Linked DNA regions of Mus musculus: regions 2, 3 and 4 are each linked to region 1. Evidence: chromatin contacts called from public HiChIP or PLAC-seq and promoter capture Hi-C data. All regions are on one chromosome and are shown on one strand. Each heading gives the region's core, a stretch centred on a gene start, on an enhancer-like site or on the middle of the called end of the contact. The rest is flanking DNA. Distances are from core to core; before and after follow the strand shown.

What was found. Promoter capture Hi-C pulls out the DNA fragments that hold promoters and counts their contacts. HiChIP or PLAC-seq counts read pairs in DNA pulled down with a chosen protein or histone mark.
Region 2: an H3K27ac HiChIP or PLAC-seq map of microglia shows a contact between it and region 1, with 5 times the contacts expected there. The contact joins the promoter of Rpl7l1 here to the promoter of Usp49 in region 1. A contact is called at or near these places in 1 of 39 promoter capture datasets (liver) and 1 of 115 datasets of contacts at active chromatin or transcription factors (microglia).
Region 3: a contact with region 1 is called in a promoter capture Hi-C map of pre-B cells, with 4 times the contacts expected there. The contact joins the promoter of Klc4 here to the promoter of Usp49 in region 1. A contact is called at or near these places in 2 of 39 promoter capture datasets (liver and pre-B cells), 2 of 484 Hi-C or Micro-C datasets (B cells and regulatory T cells) and 3 of 115 datasets of contacts at active chromatin or transcription factors (double positive thymocytes, large pre-B cells and pancreatic cancer cells).
Region 4: a promoter capture Hi-C map of pre-B cells shows a contact between it and region 1, with 2.4 times the contacts expected there. The contact joins the promoter of B430306N03Rik here to the promoter of Usp49 in region 1.

Annotation. Positions count from the first base shown.
Region 1 is chr17:47,629,435-47,632,380 of GRCm38.p6, reverse strand. Usp49 (ubiquitin specific peptidase 49) reads right to left here and starts at 1,691. Exons shown (of 7, transcript NM_198421.2): 1 at 1,466-1,691. The region is part of intron 3 of Gm20517 (predicted gene 20517); the gene reads right to left.
Region 2 is chr17:46,781,170-46,783,978 of GRCm38.p6, reverse strand. Rpl7l1 (ribosomal protein L7-like 1) reads left to right here and starts at 1,323. Exons shown (of 7, transcript NM_025433.3): 1 at 1,323-1,360; 2 at 2,088-2,196. The coding sequence starts at 1,347.
Region 3 is chr17:46,644,678-46,647,641 of GRCm38.p6, reverse strand. Klc4 (kinesin light chain 4) reads left to right here and starts at 1,562. Exons shown (of 16, transcript NM_001357130.1): 1 at 1,562-1,667. It overlaps Mrpl2 (mitochondrial ribosomal protein L2), which reads right to left and starts at 1,413. Exons shown (of 7, transcript NM_025302.4): 1 at 1,244-1,413; 2 at 84-252. The coding sequence starts at 1,339.
Region 4 is chr17:48,314,783-48,317,592 of GRCm38.p6, reverse strand. B430306N03Rik (RIKEN cDNA B430306N03 gene) reads right to left here and starts at 1,431. Exons shown (of 6, transcript NM_177083.4): 1 at 1,108-1,431; 2 at 551-862. The coding sequence starts at 1,165.

The DNA of each region.
Region 1 (2,946 bases), core at 442-2,941:
TTCCTAGCACCCCCACACAGCTCACAAACGTCTGTCACTCTAGTTCCTGGGGAATCTGACTCCAGCTTCTGCAGTGCCCCTCTGCAGACACCAGGCATGCCTGTGGTATACAGACATACATGCAGGCAAAGCACCCATACACATAAAATTTAAAAACAATTCAAGAATAGTTTGTACCCCTGTCCCCCCAAAAGAAATTATACTTTACTTTTCACATTATTAAATATGAAGAAAATACTCATTAATTGTCTTAATTAAATATAATCACTTCAGAATGAAAAATCACTAAAGCACACTACCAATAAAGAATAAGTTTAAATTTGTCCCCAAATTCTCATCTTCCCTTTAATTTCCAAAATGGTCTTATAGTGCCAGAGAGATGGCTTATTGGGTAAAAGAGCTTGCTGCCAAGCCTGACTATCTGAGTTCAATCCTCGGTACATAAATGATGCGAAGAAAGAGCCAACTTCCACAAGTTGTCCTCTGACTTCCATAACTGCTCCACATACATACAAATAAATGTAATTATTTTCATTAAAAATGTGCCTTACAAATCAAAGGGTTCTAAAGAATATTAATATGCCCTTCCTATTCACAATCATACAATACAACAGGCAGAGGGACTGCAATCTTATCTTACAGAAGTTTTTTCATAAAAGGTACTCATAAAGCCATTATGCAATCTAAAAGATGAGTTCACAGCTCTAAAACTCTCCTCAGCTCTGCAGTCAACCTTTCTCCATCACTGTCTGAAGATCTGGGGAGAAATTACCCCATGAAAAATGTTCCACACAAAGCTGCAAGCAGCATACGAACTCAACGCCCTTAGAGCAGTGACTTCAGACTCCTGCTCAGTAAACTTCCCTGGTTAGTTATTTCTCTTTCTCTCTCTCTCTCTCTCTCTCTCTCTCTCTCTCTCTCTCTCTCTCTCTCTCCATATTCTTCAGTTGCTGAAAACAATTAGGCAGAAATCTGTCTGATTAATAAAAACCAAATGAACCATGTCTTTCTCTCCCCAACGGTGTACTCTTCAATGAGATGCCCTGGCCCTGGCCAGCGTCGTTAGCTCTAAAACAGCTCCTCCACCCACCCCAACTACCACATCCCACAGGCACATTGTAAATAAACACAATTCATTTACCCTTTAGCACAACATTAGTGAAACCAAGAGGTTTTCAGCACCCAAGGCTGCCAATTTTTCTATCCCACAAGAACAAAATCAAGTAAAAATGGGTCTCATCTTTTCAAAGTGGACATGAAAGTGGATTTTCAGGCGAAAGATGGAAACTGGATCCAAGACTCCTTGAAGAGAGAAAAAGGTTTCTGGAATTTCCTACTATTAGGGACAAAAGGACTCACAAATTCAATACACATTTCTCTTAACAAAGAACTCCTATGCTGCACCCCCATCTGGTCCCCCACTTCTCAGTCTTTTCCCCCTGTTTCTAGGTCCCCTTTCACTCACCATGGTTCCTTATCTTCTGCACCAAAGGCTCTCTACTTCAGATCCTTCACTACAGCGTTTGTGCCCTGCCCCTTCCAGACCTTCTGGGGCACTTCAGGGCAAAACATTCGTTTCCCACTCCTGTGCAGCCCACCCCAGTTCTATACCCACCAGGACTTCCCTAGCTTGCCTTAATCTCCTTTCTCTTTCCCCACTCCCCATTCCATCCTTTAATTCCCAGGGCCCATCTCCTCGGGTTGCCTTTCGGCCAATCTTTTGACTCCACTATCTTTACCTTGCTGAACCTCCTCGACAAGCAATTCTCCAGTTTCCCAGCTCACCATCATTCCTTCCACCCCGCTTCTAGCGTCCTTTCAGCGTTGTTTCTTTTTCTCCCAGAACTGTCCTATTAACGCCCAGCTCTCAGCTCGCTTCCCGTTAGCCCTTCCACTAACGTCCGATTCTTGATTCCACCTGGTTGTGATCCAGGTCTCCTGTCTCCCTCACTTTACAGAATTTACACCCCTCACCAGCTACTGACCCACACCTTGTCGATCCCACCCCAGCGGCTCCCAGCCCTTCAGCTCATCCCCAGCTCTGCACTAGTTCACACCCTTGTCACGTCTGGCTCTTAATCACTCTCCTCCACTCCCAACTACTACCCCGGCTCTGCTCCTTCCTTGTCTTCCACTTGCAACTCTTCTGGCCCTGGCCCAACACCTCCCACCTGCCAAGCCTTGCCTCTTCCAGACCCCTGCTCCTAGCCCTGACCCCGGATCCCTCTTCCCAGCCCCGGGCTTCCTAACCTCATCCCGGGGCCAGCCTGGGTTTCTTTCTCACTCCACTCTCCGGCTTCTAACCCTTTCTCTCCTAATCCTCTTCATCTCCTACTCAGCAAACCCTTCCGTCCCCGCCCCAGCCTGCCTTCCCCTCTCTCCCTTCAAACCTTTCACCTCACAACCCAGACGTCGCCCACCCCGCCAAAACGCAGCGTCCGCGCGCCGGGACTCGCGCCTTCGCTGTCGCCGCCCGCCGTCCCCGCCCCGGGCGCCCGGGGCCCGCCGGCGTCGCGGTCCCGCCCCCTGCCGCCGCTCCTCCCGCCCGCTAGGCGCACGCCGCCTTTGTCGCCCCTCACCGGGTGTGTGAGGGGATTTTTTTTTTTTTCCCTTTCCTTTAAAAGGGGAGGGCCGGCATGCCCGGGCCGCGTGTCCCCGCCTCCGAATATCTGCGCGAACTCCCAGCCACTGCGGCCCCTCACGCCCCCCGGGCCGCCCCCTCGGCCGCTCCGCCGGCCCTCCGCCCCCTTCCCAGCTCCCTCCCCTCTCTATTTACCGCCATCATCAGCACGCGCGAGCTGTCACCCGGGCGCAAGACGAGCAGGCGGACCACGCCCCTTATCGCCCATTGGCCCGCCTGTCAGAGCCCCGCCCCCAGGTCCCGCAATGCGCCAACGGCGCACCTTCCCGGCCGCGACCTGGGGCCCCGCGCCCTTTACGCAGGTT
Region 2 (2,809 bases), core at 74-2,573, 850 kb after region 1:
ACCCAATATGGGACATATATATATATTTTATTATTATTATTATTATTATTATTATTATTATTATTATTATTATTATTATATGTAAGTACACTGTAGCTGTCTTCAGACACTCCAGAAGAGGGCGTCAGATCTTGTTACAGATGGTTGTGAGCCACCATGTGGTTGCTGGGATTTGAACTCTGGACCTTCGGAAGAACAGTCGGGTGCTTTTACCCACTGAGCCATCTCACCAGCCCCGGACAGAGATTTTTGAGGAAACTTAAAAACAAGCATGGTTCTAGCGCAATCCATGGAATAGTTTAGAATACCTGGTATGCCTGGTGCAGGAGGCCGGAAGAGGTCGTGCCCTTAATCTCCTTTGACATTCATCTGGTAATGACATTAGCGTGTTGAGTGGACTAGTTTTTTAGTGTGTTCCAACATCATGTATCAGTCCTTGGGTACTCAACAATTCCTTGCAGAGTCCCACTGTAGTGAAGTGGTGTAGTGAGGTGCAGAAGAGACACAGAAAATAAGAAAAGTCTCCTGCCCATAAGCCAAAGGTGTAGGATAAAGGCTGTGGGTGGCGACCCTTTCTAGTGTTATATAGTGGCGTTGTCCTAGGCTAGAGCATAAAACAGCACTGTGCTAGCATAAAACAGCACTGTGCTAGTATGTGGCAATGGGAGTAAATTCTGAGAAACTTAAACAAGTGAAGGCTCTGAGATGGAAATGGAGCATTTCTAGTTTCTGGCTCCACTGTTTACCCAACTTGTGCTAAGGCTTTGTAAATCTTAAGGAGCCCCCTGGCGGCCACTGGGAACCCGTAGATATTCATTGTACGGATGAGGAAGCCGAGATGCAGAAAGGTGAGGAATTCAAAGGCTCACAGAGTAGGTGACACATTTTTATTTCCGCAAATCCTCCACAAATAACCGCCCACCAAATGTGAGTGCCACGTCGGTCCTTCAAGTCTCCGGGAATAAAAACCTCACCTAAGCAAGGCGGCCAACTTCTGTAGAGCCCGTGCCGTAGCGGAAGCTGCAGATGCATTGTGGAAAGCCTTTAAATTGTTCACAAGCGGCCGAGTTCGAGACCCTACAGCCTAACTGAAAAGGGTTGGATCCAGACGGGTGTCAGACTCTAGAGACCTTAGAAGGGATGGGAAGAAAACTGGAGGGTTTTTTGCCGGAATCCTGGCTAGCAAGACCTTTTCCCAGACGCTCACATTCGCTAAGGAATCTCAGGCTGCCTGAGTCCTCCTGCGGGAGCGAGAGTCCGTCTCTATGATACAAGAGACGTCGAGGCGGGCCTCTCTACCCCGCCCGGTGAGGCTGCGCAAGCGCAGTAGCTGAAGCACCGGAAAGATGGCGGAGGAAGGGTGAGTGTGTCTTCGGATCTCTCTATGGGGCTTTGAGGATCCGATGCCATCCTTTCTGTTTGTACTCTGGTGATACAAAAGGAAGCTGTGGGCTGTGGAGAGAAAAGAAAAAGGCTCCATAGTATGAAGTCAAGGTGGGGGCTGAGATGCTGTAGGGCTCCGCGACCAGGGATCGGGACGACTTTGGAAGCAGCGAGAAGAGGAACTGAGGTTCGGAGGGGCGAGTGGCTGCGTAGCGCCAGAGTTGAGTTCGCTCAGCTTGGCTGTCATGTCTTTCACAGTTTGGTACACACGTACAGTGTATTTTGATCGTATCACCTCCCCATCATCTCTTATTCCCCTGCGTCTTCCACCAAGCTCTTTCCCCCCAATTCCCCCTCCTGCTTTCATGTGCCCCCCCCCCCCACCTCATCCTAGCTCGACTTAATCATTACTCTTCTTGATGGATCTGTGATAGCCCCTTTCTGGATTTTACTAGAATTTCCTTGCCGCTAGTGACAGGTCATAGCCTACAGTTGTTAAAGCTCCACGGACCAAAACGAACCCAGAGAGCAAAGGTTTTTCCTGATTTTTAAAGGCTCTCGGGACGAGTGAGCATTACAGGAGCACGGCGAAGACTCATCAGAAACTTTAGGTCCCGGGAAGACCAGGATCTCGAATTGGTTTGGAAAGCCACCAAATGTTGGTTTGGCAATTTTCATTAATGTCAAATTTGTTCCTTTATCAGGGAAAGAAAAAAAATTCCTTTGGTTCCAGAAAATCTTCTGAAAAAGAGGAAGGCTTATCAAGCCCTCAAAGCCACTCAGGCAAAGCAGGCACTTTTGGCAAAGAGAGAGGTAATTCTGAGAGGGGGGGGGTTAGGATTTGTAGTGGACGGATTTTACTAAACGGTGTTCGTTGAACTAGATTTGTTATCAGATCCCTCACAGGTTTCTCCCTCATAGTCCTCCATTTAGCAAAGATTTACCCACCATCTTTCTGTGAGCAAAATGTTAGACCAGCCTTTAAGGGAAAAGTGAAGACATTTTCTGAATTCAAATTTAGTGGTAAAACCAAATTTGGCAGGGAAAAAAATAGATTATTTTAAAAATGTTTTGTTGGGGTTGGTTTGTTTCTTAGATGGGGTCTGTACATATGGTCTGGAATACTGTATGACCAGGCTGGCCTCAAACTAACAGATCAGCCTACTTAGGCCTCTAGAATGCTGCGATTAAATTGCTATCTGTGGCACACTTTTCAGCATTCTAGAAGGTTGAGACAGGAAAATGGAGAGTTTGGCTATATAAAGAGAACCTGTCTCAAACCAAAAGTATCCAACAATTTTAAAAGTTTATTTAGAATCACGTGTGGGCTGGAGAGATGGCTCAGCCCTTAAGAGCACTGACTGCTCTTCGGAAGGTCCTGAGTTCAAATCCCAGCAACCACATGGTAGCTCACAACCACCTATAA
Region 3 (2,964 bases), core at 313-2,812, 980 kb after region 1:
AACAAAACAAAAAACAAACAAAAAAAAAAAACCCCAGGAGCCTAACACACTTTCCTCCTGAATGCTCCAGGCCCTTTTCCCACCTGTATGGTCTCGACCCCCAGACTTCCTCATCTTCACTGGTTTAACTGTGTACTTGGTACGACTCTTCCAGGACACAAACTTGGCACTGCGGTCCGCAGACATATGCACTGGGCGGTAAGAGGGCGACACCAAGGCAGGGGGCAGCTGAAGGAGGACATTGCTCTGTATCTAGGGATTAAAGGAAATATTCTCTTTTAGAGAACCAAGCAAGAAAGCACCTAGACTAAGTTTAGCTTCCCAGAAACATCTCAGAACGCTGCCCCCTAATCTCCAACCTTCACAAATACCAGTGTAATGTGTTTATCCAGTTACTTGGTAATCACTTGGTAAACCTCTGATATAATTCTCCAAGGAAATGGTCTCCCTTTCATCATCTTCTAAATCCTTTCAAGTTCTTGCCTGGAAACCTTTCCTTCCCTGAAGAATTCACTTCTCCAGAGCTGGTAAACTCCACACACCTATCACCACCATCAGCAGTGGTGCCTTTTGCCCAATGCACGGTTTGAGGAATTTTCGAGTATGAATGGAAATGATTATTTTGCTTTTCCACTGGCTGTAGACTAAGTGTTTGGTTTAGCTTGAATTATAAAATATACATTCGCTAAATTCTGCCATGCTCAGCCTGAGAAATGCAGAGAAGCAAGATCAGTAATTTCTTTTCTTTTCTTTCTTTCTTTCTTTTGTGTGTGTGTGTGATTCACCATTGCCCACTACAGACCCACTGTTCGACAGTCCCTAATATCAGCAATAACCCAGTCGTACATTAAAACAGTTAAGAGCACTGGTTCTAGGAGGTAGAGGAAGCGCATAGAATGAGCGAGGCTCTAGGTTTAATCTGCAGTAGCAGGGCAAGTTGCGAAGCCCGTCTGTCTAGCCCCAGAAGGTGTAAGACTGCTGACCAGGTTTCTCATCCCCAAAATGTGCATAAGAACTCTCAGGAGGTCGGTTAATTCAGTCCTCTTCTCTGCCTGGTTTACGGCTGGCACCTTAATGTTACTTCTGCAACCTGTTTAGTAAAGGCTTGCAAAAGCACTTGGAAGCCCGTATCTGAGATCGGGATTGACGGAGAACGAAGGTCACGTGATCTCGCCTAGCCTTGCGGGATCCCGGACAGCCCAGGCGGAAAGAACCAATCCTAGTTCCCAGGTAAGCGGATTACCTGGGCAGCAGGGAGCAGAGTCGGAACCCGGGCGGTAATGGCCGCGGATGCCAGGCTCAAAGAGCGCAGAGCACTCGTCAGCGCACACAGCGCCATGGGCCGGCCGGGCTCCTCCGCGCCGTGCTCGCTTTTACCTTCATCCAGAGCCTGGCGCTCTGGGATGACGTTCCGGTCCCGGTCCCGTCGCTTTCCAATGACGCGAGAGAGGCGGGCACAGAACGGCAGCGCCGCAGGATACACGCTTTCTTGCCTCTCCAAAGAACAAGTTCTCAGCCAATCATCGGGGGGGGGGGTTGCTCGGGTCACGTGACGGGCGGCAGTCCCCGCCCCTTGGAGCCGTCAAAACAATTGCCTCGAGCGGCAGCCATGATAAATTTAAAGGGGCAGCACCCACGGAGGCGGTAGCCGGACCGGCAGACTGCAGGTGAGTCTTTGGGAGTACCCCTGGGGCTGAGAATTAAGATTACACTGACTCTTATTCCCACATTCCGGGACAAATGAATAAGTCCCTTCCTACTAACCTCAGAAAACTTTAGACTGACTCAAAAACTCCGCCCCCCCGCGATTCTTCCCCGCCCCTCGGCGTCCAGACAGTGGGATAACCTGCCCCGCCCCCTATGGGAACCCCTGACTGTGACCTCGAGCTGGTCTGATGTCGGGTCCCGGGCAGCAACTCTGTTCTCACTCACTCTGCCCTTCCTCTCCCCTCAGCCTTTGGCGATCTTACTCTGTCCTCACCCTCGGCCCTCGGGGCGAGGCAGGAACCTTAGACACTCCTGAACTGTGGGCCCTCAGGCTTCGGTAGCCTGCGCTCGGAGCCTTGCTCCGTGACCCCACTGTGCTCAGCAGATCTGCTATGCATCCCTGAACCATCCGGCACTTGCGAGACATTTTAAGGCGCCTGTTAGGTGATTATGTCAGACAAAGCTATGGAAGGAGGCGATTGCCGTAATCCTGTTGGGAATCCTAACCGGGTCTCCCTTCTCAGGGACACCACACCCCTTGCTGCAGGTCTCCTTATCGGGAGAAAGTAACTGCACCGAGCTGGAATGAGGAGAGTGACTTAAGGAAGAAGGGACATTAGTACAAGTCTTTGAAGAACCTGTAGGCTGGAGGAGGGAGGGTGTTTGTCCTGGGTGGGGCTCCGTGCCAGGTCCTCTGAGAGGCTGTGAGGTGGTGACAGAGAAGGGGTGGGACTGCCGGACTTCTGGACTTTGGGCAGTACAAAGCCTTCTAAATCCTTAGTTTCAGGTCAGAGTTTCTTCCGGGCTCTGGCCTGGGAGCCGCCTGAAGCCAAGAGCTTCTGCTCTGTAAGCAGGTAAGGAGACTTCAGGGATGAGTTTGGAGGAAGTAGGAAGACCGGCTGAATTCGGGGGGGGGGGGGGGGAGTGAGGCCAGAAGGTGGTTTGGAAGGAGATCAGCAGGTTGGGAGGTGCTGGGCTTAGTGCCTTTGCTGATGCAGCCTGAAGACCTTGAACCTTCCAGAGCCTTGTCATGACGGCTGCTGTTTCCTGTACTCCCACATCCCTAACCTTGGGTCCTTCCCCTTTATTGGGACACTGCTTTCTGCACAGCTCTCCCACAAGTCCTCTGTGATTCTTACAATGCTTCAGATCCCCTGCTTCCTTTCCCTAACCTATGCTCTGTCTCCAATTGCCAAGTCCTGAATTCCTCTAGCTCCAAGCCTGCCCGATTGTCCTACAGATCTCTATCCAGGTTAA
Region 4 (2,810 bases), core at 182-2,681, 690 kb before region 1:
GAGATCTCTCCACCGCCCCTGGAGAGAGGGTTTCTGATGGGATTACAGGCAACGGGTGTTCAGGAATGGAAGGCTGTGAATGCATGGGGGAACTCTGAGATCCAGCCAAAGAAATAGATTTCTGTTAGCAGCAACGAGGCAAAAGTGTTCAGAGAAACCAGTAAGAACCAGCCAGAGGCCAGCAAGCTTGGGGTTCAGCTGGCCACTGGCTTTAAGCGGCTGGTGGCCTTAGGGGAGGGGCCATTCTTCTCTACGCCAGTTTTCAGCAACTAGAGCAGTGATTTTTCAGTCTTCCTAATGCTGTGACACTAAGACAGTTCCTCATGCTGAGGTGACCCCTAATCACAAAAGTATTTTGTTGCTACTCTGTAACTGTAATTTTGTAACTATTATGAATCATAATGTAAATATCTGATATGAGACCCCTGTAGGGCTCTTGACCCACAGGTTGAGAACGTCTCTACTAGAGGAAGCTGTTTCTTGAGTCCTCTCCAACTCTGGAGCCTTGCAACTCAGGAAGGCCGAGAGCCACATGGAAGGGGAAGCTCACCTTTTGACACCACCAGGTGAATACTTCTGAGATAAATTATCCTGGTATTTACAGCGATCCCACAGTGATAGATGCCCGAGTCACTCATCTTGAGCTTAGTCATGGTGACAGTGAAGAAGTTGAAGCGAGAAGACTGCTGGATGAGGAATCTTGGCTTCTCGGCACTTTTGCTGACGAAGAGGTAACACAAGTTGTCTATTTGCTTACACCAGATCTTCTCATCGGAGTGGTAGAGCGAATCATACCAGCATGTCAAAGAAACAGTCTCACCCTCCTGTGCTCGAAGTAACTCTGGTTTCTGTGTCCAGGAGCCTGGGAATAAATGTTTCATGTCAGAGAGCCCCCATCCTCTGCAGCAGCAGGAGGAGATGGGTTCCCTTCTCAGGGAGAGAGAGACCCTCTGTGTGTCTATGCTCAGAACTTGTTGCAGGCAGCGGCTGGCCACAGCCCCCCATGTACTCTGCCCTCACAAGCACAGAGCCCCATTGTGCACACCTCCTGTCCCCTGCCCTCTCTTCAACCTGGTTTTTTCCCTCTGTCCTTGTCCCTGTCCTCACCTGAGGCCAGGAGCAGCAGCAGCACTGGGGAGAGCAGGTATGTGGGCTCCCAGGCCATCACTGAGTCCTCCTGAGCTGTGATGTTGAGCAAGAAAGGAGGGGCGCTCTGAAGAGAGAAGAGCAACCCTGGGCAGGATTCAGGAGCCACCACAGCCAGTTCTGCAGGAGCTGCTAAGGAAGGCAGAGACCTCTGTGGATGAGAGAGAAGCTGGGCAAGGCCTGTGCAGTCCTGTGGATCCTCCAGCTACAGCCCTGCTCTGAACTAGATGAAAGCTCTCAGAGACTCTGATCTCCTGCCTCACAAGGCCAGGCCTGAGGAGAGCTGAGAACACCCAGGAGGAAAGTGAAGTAAGAGAATTCTCATTTCTCCTCCCCGGCCAGTTCCGCCACTTCCTCTTTAGCTTAAAGTCTCTGTTCTCCACCCAAGATGCACCCACAGAAGGCAGGTGACAGAGTCAGAGGCCCTTTGGAGACCTGGCTAGAACTCTAAGCCCTGCTTGCCCTCAGGTTAGACCCTCCTACCAGCCCACCTGTCACATGTGGAGCAGAGGCCATGAGAGGAAAGGAGATGGGCATTTATTCTCAGGAATGGAGGAGCAAGGGAGTGGGCAGGAGCCTGGTCAGGGTGGGGGATGGGAAAGCTGGGCATGAAGGAAGACTTCAGAATGGGGGAAGGGAAAGGGGAGCCCCAGGCCCTATGTTACCCCACACACCCAGTTTCCCAACATGCCACATTCACTGCTAAGAATTTGATGTATTCATTAAACATTTTAAAAATAGTTGTCACAGGACAGTGAGATGCTTCAGCAGGTAAGGACACGTGCTACCCAGACTGAGAACCATGACCCACAGGCTAAAATGTGAGACTCAATTCCCAACAGCAGTGTGCTCGATTCCACACAGAAAAAAAAAAACTTAAAGTAAATAAATATGCATGTCAGTGCATGCACTATGAAATATCAATAGCTACAGGCTGTTCCCAGTTATCAGATAAGTAAGGAGAAAACCAGGCATGATGGTGCCTGACTATCATCCTAGAACTTAGGAGGCAGAGGCAGGAGGATGGAGAGGTCATGTTTATCCTTGGCTACGTAGCAAGTTCAATCAGGGCTACATGAGGCCTGTAGGCAGCCGGCCTAACCCTAAAAGATGGCGCCGGTCTCCGGTACACCCTCACCATAAACAACACTACTGCGCAGGCGCTAGCCCGAATCTGGCGCCAACCCCTCCCAAGCGGGTGCATGCAAATTAAAGTGCCGGCAGACTGACCAATCCCAGGAGGACACATAGCCCTCCCCAGTGCTGGGGTGTATATAAGCAGTCCTCCCTGGGTTCCCGGGGTTCCCTTAGCATTGAGGCGTTCCTGCAATAAAGCTGTTGAGAGGAATCCGACCGTGTTGTGTTTTTCCTTGCCGGACAAGGTGAGCACAACAGAGGCCCTGTCTCAAATAAACAAATAAATAAAAATAAAATGTAAAAACCTGTAATAGTGGGGAACCTTTAAATGGAAATGCAGGGTTTCAGGTAGGATGCCAGGGAGCAAGGGCTGAAGCCGATGGGCACAGGACTTGTGAAAGGCTCTGCGGAAGAACGGGACAGAGGAATGAGCGTTGTGCAGGCACTGGGGAAGTGCAGGTCACCCTGGGAGGAGGCCTGAGAAGTGGGAAAGTCTTTAATCAAGTTGGCAAAGGGATGCCAAGCCT